Regions from separate parts of the Mus musculus genome. Here region 1 is linked to region 2. A link is a contact called in public HiChIP or PLAC-seq data. All regions are on one chromosome and are shown on one strand. Each heading gives the region's core, a stretch centred on a gene start, on an enhancer-like site or on the middle of the called end of the contact. The rest is flanking DNA. Distances are from core to core; before and after follow the strand shown.

Region 1 (5,724 bases), core at 2,200-4,699, 190 kb after region 2:
TGGCTTTAAAAACAAAGTACTGTGAACAGTAGTGTTTTTTTGTCCCATACCTTTTCAGTTTTATGAAAGTTTTCCATTAGGCAATACACACACACACACACACACACACATATACACACACACATATGTATATATATATTTACTTACAGGTTTTAATGTGTCAAAAATACTAGAAACAGAAGGAGTTGAATAGATTGTGTTGAATGCTGTATGAAATGGGACCATTTTTGCCAGTAAAATTTAAAATTTTTCCTTTGCAGCTTAAAGAAAGTGGTTATTGTACAGGTCATGAACCGGACTCCCTGGAATTCAGCACCGTGGGAGGATGGATATCTACTCGAGCGTCAGGCATGAAGAAAAATATCTATGGCAATATTGAGGACCTGGTAAATTTATTTCTAGTTACTGTCTAACTTAAAATACACAAATACCTAGTTTACAAGTTTATCAAGAGTTTAGTCTTTTTTGGTGATATTCTTGCTGTAGGAGATTTTATATTTGCCTTTTCTGAAGGAATTCTTTTTTCTCTGTACAGTTGAAGAACCTCACTGAAATGGTTCTGTTGAGTAGTTATATAAGCTGTCATGTTAAACATGTGCCAGTCTTCTGGGAGCACGACAGTGTTGTGACTCTGGGCCCCTTATTAGATATTTGGTGACATTTATTGCATTTGAGCTTTTCTGGGGATTAGGTGCATGACCTTGGCAAATTGGTTTACCTTTCCCAGCTTCACTTTGCTTTTCTGTAAAATCAATAATTTATATTAGAACTATTATTTGAGTAAAGGACATTAAAAGAAAATTTCACCAATCTGATGTATAGTAGGTTCTTCATGATTTTTTTGTTAATATTCAGTATTTCGATAATATTTATTTAACTTGATATTTTCCTGCATGATCTTGCTACTTAGCCTAGGCTGGCCTCAAACTTGCAATTTTCCTATTTCCATTTCATTTGCTGGGGTTACAGGCAGGCAATGCTGGTAGTTGATTGTACTTTAGAAGAACCTATGAGGCTGTTTAATTGAAGTAATATTCCTAACATTGTTCTTGGTTTGCTTTTCAAGCCTAAGTTCTCAGGGTTTTTATTAATACTTCCGTTGAGAGGAATATCAGATAAATTTCACGAGAGACAGTAGCTCTTACCAGTATCCAGTATTTTACATGAACTCTTTCAAAATGCTTCGTATTCTGTTTAAGAAATGAAAAACTACAGTTTTCTTTTTTGTATTAAATCTAAACCCAGTTGTAGAGAAAACTAATTTTGGGTTGTAGATTATTAAGAGCTTAATAAGTCAAACAAGTACTTGATAGACCACTGCAGTGTGTAGTTTACTTTTTTTTCCCTAAAGATTTTTTAAGGGACAATGATTGTGCATACAACTAACATGCTTACTGCATGAGTTATTATGTAGCATATTATGTTTTTAAATTTCTTTGTAACTTAAGTGTCCTTTGAAGCTCATAAGTTGCATAGCTTTTATGTAAGTGCTAAGAAGACTGGTATCTTAGTCTTTGTGGCTACAGTAGAACTCACAAAAAGTTTCTTTAATAGACGTATAGGCTTAAAAATACAATTAAGTCATGATACTAGTATCTAATTATTAGAAAAATGTTGAAAATTATTATATTTATCCTCAGTGTACAAATCACTAAAAGATGTGAGAATTCTGAAGGTCATCACAACTTATGGCTTAGCTCACTATTTAATAAGTAGTATTATTATAAAGGTATAATTTATTATAAATGAGTGTGTGTGCAAGTACAGACATAGATGTAACGGGTGTGTGGAATTTATATTGCGCATTGTATTAAACAGGTGGTTCATATGAAAATGGTAACACCTAGAGGTGTAATAGAGAAAAGCTCCCAAGGACCTCGTATGTCAACGGGCCCTGATATCCATCACTTCATTATGGGATCTGAAGGTTGGTGTATTTGTAAAGTTGTTAGGAAAATATGAAGTTAATGACTTCATTTTGTGAAAGTCTGTGATATCACACAGTCTGTGATATCTTTGAAAGAATGGTATGCTTTATATATGTAAAGAGTAATGAGTTTTTATGACTTACTATGTTTTAATTCATAAAGATTTTAATTCATAAGGGTTTTCTGAGAATGACTTACTCAGTTTTCTTCTACACTTTAGTCTTATATATTTCTAATGACAGTGTGATTTTTTTTGTTTGTTTTTATTTTCAAAATTTTTAGTGAATCTTAAAAACAGTGGTTAAATATTTTAACTTTGTATATTACAGTTAAATTCTATCAGGCTGACAAAGCATTTTCTTTCTCTCTTGTTTTCCTATAATTATGTGTTTTATTACTTAGTGTTGGATGATTTTAGAAACTGCTTTAAATTCCATTATTCGTGTATCTTTTAAACTTTTGTTTGTCATTTAAATTTTTATTTTGTAAGTAATATGCATTGTTTGCTTGCTAATATTGGATAGGCTAGAATGCCATTCTTCAGATCTTCCAAATGTGTAATTCCTTCTGTTTTGCAAGCTGTCGAGTAAACACAGAAGGGAATGGTATGAGTAAACTTGGGCCTGTTTTTCAGATTGTGGAATAGGAACATCCCTTAAATTTAGAGAAATATGATAAATTTAAACAAAGTGTTTCTAACTTAGCTAAAGAACTCATTGCTTACTTCAAAAGATGGTTTGAGTTGAACAGATAGAGTTTGGAAACATTTAGTGTTATATTCAGAAATGAAAGAACACTTATAATAACTGTTGTTCCTACTCTGCTTGGGGTGGTGGGTAGGAAGTTGGAGGGCAGTGAGGAGACTTCTGCAGTGAGCAAGATGAAAAACCAACTGACTTCTCATTGAGCAGCTCATTTAAGTGGGGGGTGGGGGGACAAAGGCCATTTAAATCCTTTGGGGAGTGGGTAGAGGCTTTGGGGTGAATGTATATCTTTGGGTGGGGCCAAGGTGGTGGGAATGCCTGGGAATGACTTATTTGAAGAATCCCAGGTGCTTGCTGGAGTTAGGGTTTTTCTGCTGTGAACAGACACCATAACCAGTCAGCTCTTATAAGGACAACATTTAATTGGGGCTGGCTTACAGGTTCAGAGGTTCAGTCCATTATCATCAAGGCAGGAACATGGCAGCAGTCAGGCAGGCATGTTCTACTCCTTCATCTGAAGGCTGCTAGCACAATACTGGCTCTTAGTCAGCTAGGACAAGGGTATTAAAGCCTACACCCAAGAGGCTACACCTACTCTAACAAGGCCACACCTCCCAACAGTGCCCCTCCCTGGGCCAAGCATGTACAAGCCATCACACTGGAATGTGACCTTATGAGGAGAAAAGAAGTTTAACCTGTAACCAGGCCACCAGGCTACTTGATTACCTCAAGGTTGGCAGATGTAGGGCTTGTAAGGCTATGTGAGCAGGGACATGGAGGCCCAGAACAAGGCGGAAATGGTCCAACTTCTGGCAGGCTCAAGATGAGATTTTAGACAAGCCTTGACCGCACTCTTGTTCCAGGCAGCCCCACCCCCACCCACTTTGCAGTGCTTTTCAGCCTCACAAATAATTAAGGCATTCATGCATTGGTGTTTGGTTTAGGACCTGGGACTGGGGACTGAGGTGCATATTTTACATATCAAAGCAGACCTGTCTTCCAGGTTCTCCCAGCATCCCTTAGTTCCTGCTCCCAACCTTGAAAATTTCAGCTGAGAGGTTCTTCTCTATATAATCCAGATATTTTGGTCTCTTTCTTACTCTCTCCCCTCTCTCTTCTTTGCACATACCCCCTTTCTCTCTTTCTTCCCCTTCCCCTTCTTCCTTGGCTTTCATCTTTAGGGCCAGTGCCTTTAATATATTCTAACTCAGCTTGAATTGGTTCATTTCATTGGTAAAGAAGTAACCTATCAATCAGTTCTGATCTTTGACAGTAACAACAAAGAAAGAACAAACAACAATGTCTGCTAATGACATGGTAGAGATCATATCAAGTATTTGATGATAGATTAGCTATTTGTGATGGTGGTGGTGGTAGCTGTGGGGGTTGGTTTATGTGTACAGGTAGGTAGGTGTGTCTGGGTGTGTAGGTGATAGGTTGTGGGTAGGTGGGTGCGTGAGTACCTTTGCTTTGTGTGTATGCTTGAGGGTGAACACATGTGTGCACACAGTCTCCTTGCTTCATCAGTATTGCTCTTCTTGATTCATACCATTTTCTTCTTTGTAGTTCTTCTTTTTTTTTTTTTTTTTTTTTTTTTGAGACAGGGTCTTTATTATGTAGTTCTGATTGTCTTAGAACTTGTATGAAGACCAGTCTGGCCTCAAGCTCAGATCTGCGTGACTCTGTCTCCTGCGTGCTAGGATTAAAGGCGTGCACTACCATGCCTGACTTGCTTCTTAGCCCTTTTCACAATTCCTTATAGGTATGTGGTCCTCTCTAGGACCTGTATAGGATTATGATTTTATATAATATTTTGGCACTATTGTTGTATGAAGGTCTTTTGTATGTATTTTCTTTGTCCCTTAAATTGCTGTACTTTATTTTTTTTAATCTTCCTGTGCTCCTGTTTTTTTGGTTTTTGTTTATTTATTTGTCTGCTTGTTTTTAGAGGGTCTTACCCTTCAGCCTAGGCTGGCTTGGCATTTACTGTGTGGCTCTGAATGGTCTTAAATTTATAATCCTCTTGACTCAGTTTTCCAGATGCTGGGATTTCAGGTGTTAGCCATTGACCCCTCTGCCCTCAGCTCTGTTGTGTGGTCAACTGCTTAAGCATCCCTTCAGTCCTTCTCACACTTGCAGTCCTTTAGTGTTGAGAACTACAGTAGGTCGAAGGGAAGCTTTTCTTTTTATCTTTGCTTAGAGGTAATTTAAAGTTTATAGGGCATTTTGTTTTATTTATTTAATCTTTTTTTTTTCCTAAAATTGAAGTCATAGGCCTTGTACAGGGAGGACAGGGAGAGGACAGATTCAGAATCAGGTGACACCATTCTTTTTGTGCCCCTTTATTTTTAATTTTATGTGTATGTGTCTTTGCATATGTTTCTGTGCACCATGTATATGCGATGCCTGTGGAGGCCAGAAGAAAGTATTGGGTGCCCTGGAATTGTGAGTGTTGGGAATTAAACCTAGGACCTCTGAATGATCAGCCAGTGCTCTTAACCAGTGACCCCTCCCTCGATCCCCATTAACTCTTTTTGACACTTTCTCTTAATAATGAAGTTACCTGAGAGTATATTTTCAATTTATGTGAGGCTTTATTTGTTCAGGAAAATACTTGCTTTTTAATATTAAATAGCATGGGTTTCCTCTTATGGAGTGATTGCACAGGTGGGCATATTTTTCCTGATAGTTTTTTTTTTGTAGTTCATAGGGTTCACAGCTAGATTAGACTGTTGATGCTTTTTCTAACAGCACTTGAATAGTTCCAGCTTGCTTTCTCTATATCTTGCAGCTGAGGTGTGAGGCCTTTGAGACCTGTTTTTTTTTTTTTTTTTTTTTTTTTAACCCCCCTGACTATTCTGAATCCCTTGCAATTCCATATAAAAGAAAGAAGTTAGACCCAAGCTCACATCGTATTTATTTTATTTGTTTAACTTGGAGTCTCTGTGAAAACCAGAGTCCAGGAAGGAGACAATTATGGGGAATACTCTTAAGTAAGGCTAACATCTGGTCTTCCAAACTCTTACTAGAATCATCCGTTAAGTCTTGTTTATGGCATTCTAGGACCTCTCTAAACTACCACTTCACACTCT
Region 2 (4,962 bases), core at 1,696-4,195:
ACCTGCTGTAAGCACCAAACTCCACGCCAATGCATTTGTAACAAATGGAACAGTGGTGGGCTGTAACACTGAGACTAGCTGAATATTACTCCCAAATCATGGATGGTGTCACAATGAAGCTTCTAGGTCCTCCTCTGAAACATGCTAACATGTACTTTTGTTGTCTTTGTTCTTGTTTTTTGAAACAGGGTTTCTCTGTGTAGCCCTGGCTGTCCTGACACTCACTCTGCAGACCAGGCTGGCCTTGAACTCAGAAATCCGCCTGCCTCTGCCTCCCAAGTGCTGGGATTAAAGGCGTGCGCCACCACTGCTCTGCTTGTCTTTGTATTTTAAGGGAGTTGAGACATCCATAAATTAGAGCATGGAGTTTAGGTGGTAGCTGAAATGTGGAGAGCGGTGAGCACCTCCTTGTGCTGTATATTAGTCACAGGCCCATTCAGTCACCAACAGTTTCCTAGGATGACTTTCCCTCAATGCACATCCTAAACCATCCCAGTCTGTCTTTGTTTTTCGTTTCCTGTAACATGATCAGAAAAGAACACCTTGGGGGATCCTTATCAAGGCCCAGGAAGGCTCAGCTCACCTGGAACAGCTCTGAGCTAAAACTGTGGCCCCCACAGCCTAGCATGCATTTCCAGCAGGAAGGTCACCAAGAGGTTTTTACACTTAATTGTTCATGGGTTGCTGGTCACAAACTTATTATGTGCCAAAAAGATAGCCTTGACTCCTATCTTCTTGCCTGCATCTCCCCAGTGCTGGGATTACAGGCATATGCCACCCATACCTGGCTGTCATCTAATTGTTCCAGTGGGCCAGGGACATCCAGTGTGATCCCTGTCTGGCACCCACACAGGCTTCATAGAGTCCGGGAAGTTCTCTGCACTTTCAGAGCTGTGCTATAAAGCGTGCAAAAGAAAAAGAAAACTGCTTTTTAAAACCTAGCTGGTGAAAGGTTCAGCAGTGAAGACCATGCACTGCCCGGAGGACCTGGCACCCACGTGACGCTGCTCACAACTGCCTGGAACTCCAGCTCTAGGAAATCTGACACCTCTAGCTTCTACACACACACACACACACACACACACACACACACACACACACACACACACACACACACACACACGATTAACCTTATAAGTTTTAAAAAGTAAAAACAAGCCGATTTTAAGCAACTTTTATACTTTGGATTCCTAAACAGCACACATCTTCCTATCAGAGTACAAGCCAGCGCTGATCCTGCTTAGCATCAAATAGCACCAGCCCATGTTCAGAGTGATCTGGTCATAGGTCTGAATTCAGACATTCTTATCTGAATGCAGCAACAGTGAGTTTCTTCCTGTGCCCAACACATTTTGCTGTTTTAGATTTCCACACAAGTTTCAGAAGGAAAATGTCTGAAATTTGATTTTTTCCCTCTTTTTTTTTTTTAAGATTTATCTATTTATTTTATGTGTATGAGTACACTGTAGCTGTACAGGTGGTTGTGAGCCTTCATGTGGTTGTTGGGAATTGAATTTTTAGGACCTCTGCTCACTCCGGCCAACCCCGCTCGCTCAGTCCCTGTTTGCTCTGGCCCAAGATTTATTTATTATTATACAGAAGTACACTGTCGCTGTCTTCAGATGTACCAAAAGAGGGCGTCAGATCTCATTATGGGTGGCTGTGAGTCACTATGTGGTTGCTGGGATTTGAACTTAGGAACTTCAGAAGAGCAGTCAGTGCTCTTACTGAGCCATCTTGCCAGCCCAAGAGCATGGCACACTTTATCTTTTGTAATTTTTTCTTCAGAGGTGATGACCAAACCCAGGGCCTTGCACTTGCTTCCCCCACCTCTCCCCCGCCTTTTTTTTTTTTTTTTAAAGATTTTTAAATTTACTTTATGTATATGAGTACACCATTGTTCTCTTCAGACACACCAGAAGGTGGCATCAGACCCCGTTACAGATGGTTGTGAACCACCTTGTGGTTGCTGGGAATTGAACACAGGACCTCTGGAAGAGCAGGCAGTGCTCTTAACTGCTAAGCCACCTCTCCAGCCCCCTTTTTTCCCTCTTTTTTTTTTTTGTTTTTTTAAAAATTCATGTCATGTATGAGTACACTGTAGTTGTCTTCAGACACACCAGAAGAAGGCATCAGATCCCATTGTAGATGGTTGTGAGCCACCATGTTGCTGGGAATTGAACTCAGGACCTCTGGAAGAGCAGCCAGTGCTCTTAACCTCTGAGCCATCTCTCCAGCCCCCCTTTTCCCACCTCTTAAGACAAAATTTCATACTGAAGCCCAAGATGGATTCGAGCTCACAGCAATCCTCCTGCCCCAGCTTTCCAAAGCTTGGATTACAAGTGTGTGTCACAATGACCTAGCTTCAGAGACTGGATGAGACTGTATGAAACAGTCAAAGCATTACCCTGGGAAGAAATACTGTACACAAGTCTGTTAACCCAAAGCACTGCCTGGGAGGCCCACAGCACAAGTGCTATTTTCTGCAATGAACAAAGCACTCAGCATTTCCTGTAAGGAACCCCGTGACTGGCGCATGACTTACACCACAAAGACCTATCCCCGAACCACTGCTTTGTGAAACCTGAACAGCATCTCAGAGGAAATGCTAGGGTGGAGCCCCTAACAAGCAAGAACAAGACAGCAGACAGCGGGGAAGAGAAGCATCTAAGGAGGACTAACACTGCTCTTGCCAAAGTTCTGAAAAGCAGCTAGCTGTCCGACCCTGACCGTGTGGGTCTCCCAGGAGGGAAGGCCACATAAACAGTCTGGGGGACGGGGGGACGACGACCCGAAAGCAGACAACAGCTAGCACAGCACTCCAACAGATATTTTCTTAGACTGGAAAAAGCTGCCCAAGGGTAGGTAACCTAAGTGCCAGGGTGAGCCTCGTGGTGTACGGGGCAAATGCTGCCTGCCACTTACGGATTCCTGAGTGTGCTCCAAGTTCCACTACAAACTTAGCTTACGCAAGAGACAGAAGGAAGCAGAATGTTGGACAATTCATGTTCTACCACCATCTGCTCCAACAAAAAGTTAGATTCAAAATGTGTAATAATTATTTGCTGTCTGGGTAATCCATCACAGGCCTCGTGGAAGGGTACAGTTTGACAACAAAGTCAGGGCATTTTGAAATAAACATCTCTGCACAAGGATAAACAGAGACCTTGAACACTGAAGCCATATTATATTTCAAGCCAGTCTTTGAACAAACATTTAGCAAAAGATTTTAAAATGATTCCCACCCTACAATAAAGTTCTTCAGTAAACTGAGACCTTGGCATATTATTGAAATTAAAAATTGTATCTTTTTTTTTTTTTTTTTTTTTTTGGTTTTTTTTCGAGACAGGGTTTCTCTGTATAGACCTGGCTGTCCTGGACCTCACTTTGTAGACCAGGCTGGCCTCGAACTCAGAAATCCACCTGCCTCTGACTCCCGAGTGCTGGGATTAAAGGCGTGCGCCACCACGCCCGGCAAAATTGTATCTTAAAGTACGGATTTTTATTACTTTTTATTGGGGTGGTAGCAGGAGGGGTGGGAACCAGACACATGTGCCACAGAGTATAAATAGAGGTCAGAGGGCAGCCTGCAGGAGCTGTTTCTCTCCCTCTACCATGTGTGTCTCAGGCACTAAGGCCATCATCAGGTTGGGAGCAGGCACCTTTACCCACTATGCCATCTTTCAACTACCACAAAAACAGTAGCTCAACAAGCCGCTAACAATAAGAAACTGTACTTGTCATTTAGCACAGAATAAAATGGGTCTTTACTCCTAACTCTATAGGAAAGCTTGTTCTCCCCCCACCCCCTTTTATTAGGGATCTCACTATGGAGGTCAGGCTGACCTCAGATGCATCCTCCTCCTCCTCACTCAAGCTCCCAAATGCTGGGGTTGCATAAGGTGTACGCACACCCCAAATACCCACCTTAGTTTACCCTTTGCTTCTCGGCATTCTCTTCTTCATGCACACATTCGTTACTAGAACATCGAGAGTGAAGAACACTTGGCTACAGTGCCCATCCTATATCTCCTATGATGCCCAGCTGAATATATATTATTCACCTAGAAAGTAAACCTGGTTTAGCTCCCCTGTCAACAGACAATGCCTAAGTATTTTTGAATAAAACCAGATAGAAAACAAGACTCATGTTCTACAGTCTGAAAGTCACCCAGGGGAGGGCTGGCAGCGTCTGTGAGTGCACTGAAGGAATGCCCAAACCTTAACAGTTGAATAACCAGCTGCATAATTAACCTTCATTTACAAAGCCCTACTCTGTGGTCTTACTGCCTAATAAATAAACACTTTATTTATTAATACCTGCAGTATTACTTGTAGTAATAAATGACTCCAGGCAGATGTGTCTTTTAAATCTATCTTACTTATGACTGTTGCATTTCTAAATATTTGCCCATTTACTTCTCGAAGGTTCCTGTCCCACACTGCATTACATGGTAGACAATATAATGCCATCTGCTTTTCAACAAAGACTCCAAAGGCAGAAGACAGGCCTATGGCTCACTGTAGTCAGCCCCACACCAAGTTCTTTTGGTTTTCACGGATTAATTTTCTAATTCTTTCTGCTACTACTATGAAATAGGTGATTAAAATATACGGAATAATTAAAATACAGAATAGTGTAGGGTCACAGAGGGCCTTACAGTCATCTAAATCAGGTACACTATTGCTGTTTATGTGTGTTACCTCAGCAATATTAGAAAGACCTAGTTAAACAACTCATATATACTTGGCAGACTATTAATACTCAACACCAGCCAACCCAAGTTTTCCTCCTACAGAAATCCTATCTCAATAATCAACAACTAGAGATTTTCACCACATAAAAATTTCTGAATTCGTACCAAATACAAATCACTCAGCAAGGTTAAAGCCCCGGTCACGAAAGCACCACTCCAGAGGCCTGGAGACATCCTCCACTTGGTCTGAGCTAGAAAGTGTCTG

What was found. HiChIP or PLAC-seq counts read pairs in DNA pulled down with a chosen protein or histone mark.
Region 1: an H3K27ac HiChIP or PLAC-seq map of embryonic stem cells shows a contact between it and region 2, with 9 read pairs. The contact joins two enhancer-like sites. A contact is called at or near these places in 4 of 39 promoter capture datasets (embryonic stem cells, liver and stem cell-derived epiblast-like cells), 8 of 484 Hi-C or Micro-C datasets (Sertoli cells, Th1 cells, embryonic fibroblasts and 3 more), 3 of 115 datasets of contacts at active chromatin or transcription factors (all in embryonic stem cells) and 2 of 9 other capture datasets (adipose tissue and liver).

Annotation. Positions count from the first base shown.
Region 1 is chr2:75,866,487-75,872,210 of GRCm38.p6, forward strand. It overlaps Agps (alkylglycerone phosphate synthase), which reads left to right. Exons shown (of 20, transcript NM_172666.3): 9 at 261-386; 10 at 1,819-1,927. Among named protein-coding and RNA genes, the nearest start is that of Gm34861, 37 kb to the left of the region's middle. Within about 2 kb of position 3,450, at least 24 of the 459 cell types and tissues checked have an H3K27ac peak or open chromatin away from gene starts, as enhancers often do. A contact at or near this core is called in embryonic stem cells and stem cell-derived epiblast-like cells, where this site is marked.
Region 2 is chr2:75,680,561-75,685,522 of GRCm38.p6, forward strand. The region is part of intron 1 of Nfe2l2 (nuclear factor, erythroid derived 2, like 2); the gene reads right to left. Among named protein-coding and RNA genes, the nearest start is that of Nfe2l2, 22 kb to the right of the region's middle. Within about 2 kb of position 2,946, at least 238 of the 459 cell types and tissues checked have an H3K27ac peak or open chromatin away from gene starts, as enhancers often do. A contact at or near this core is called in embryonic stem cells and stem cell-derived epiblast-like cells, where this site is marked.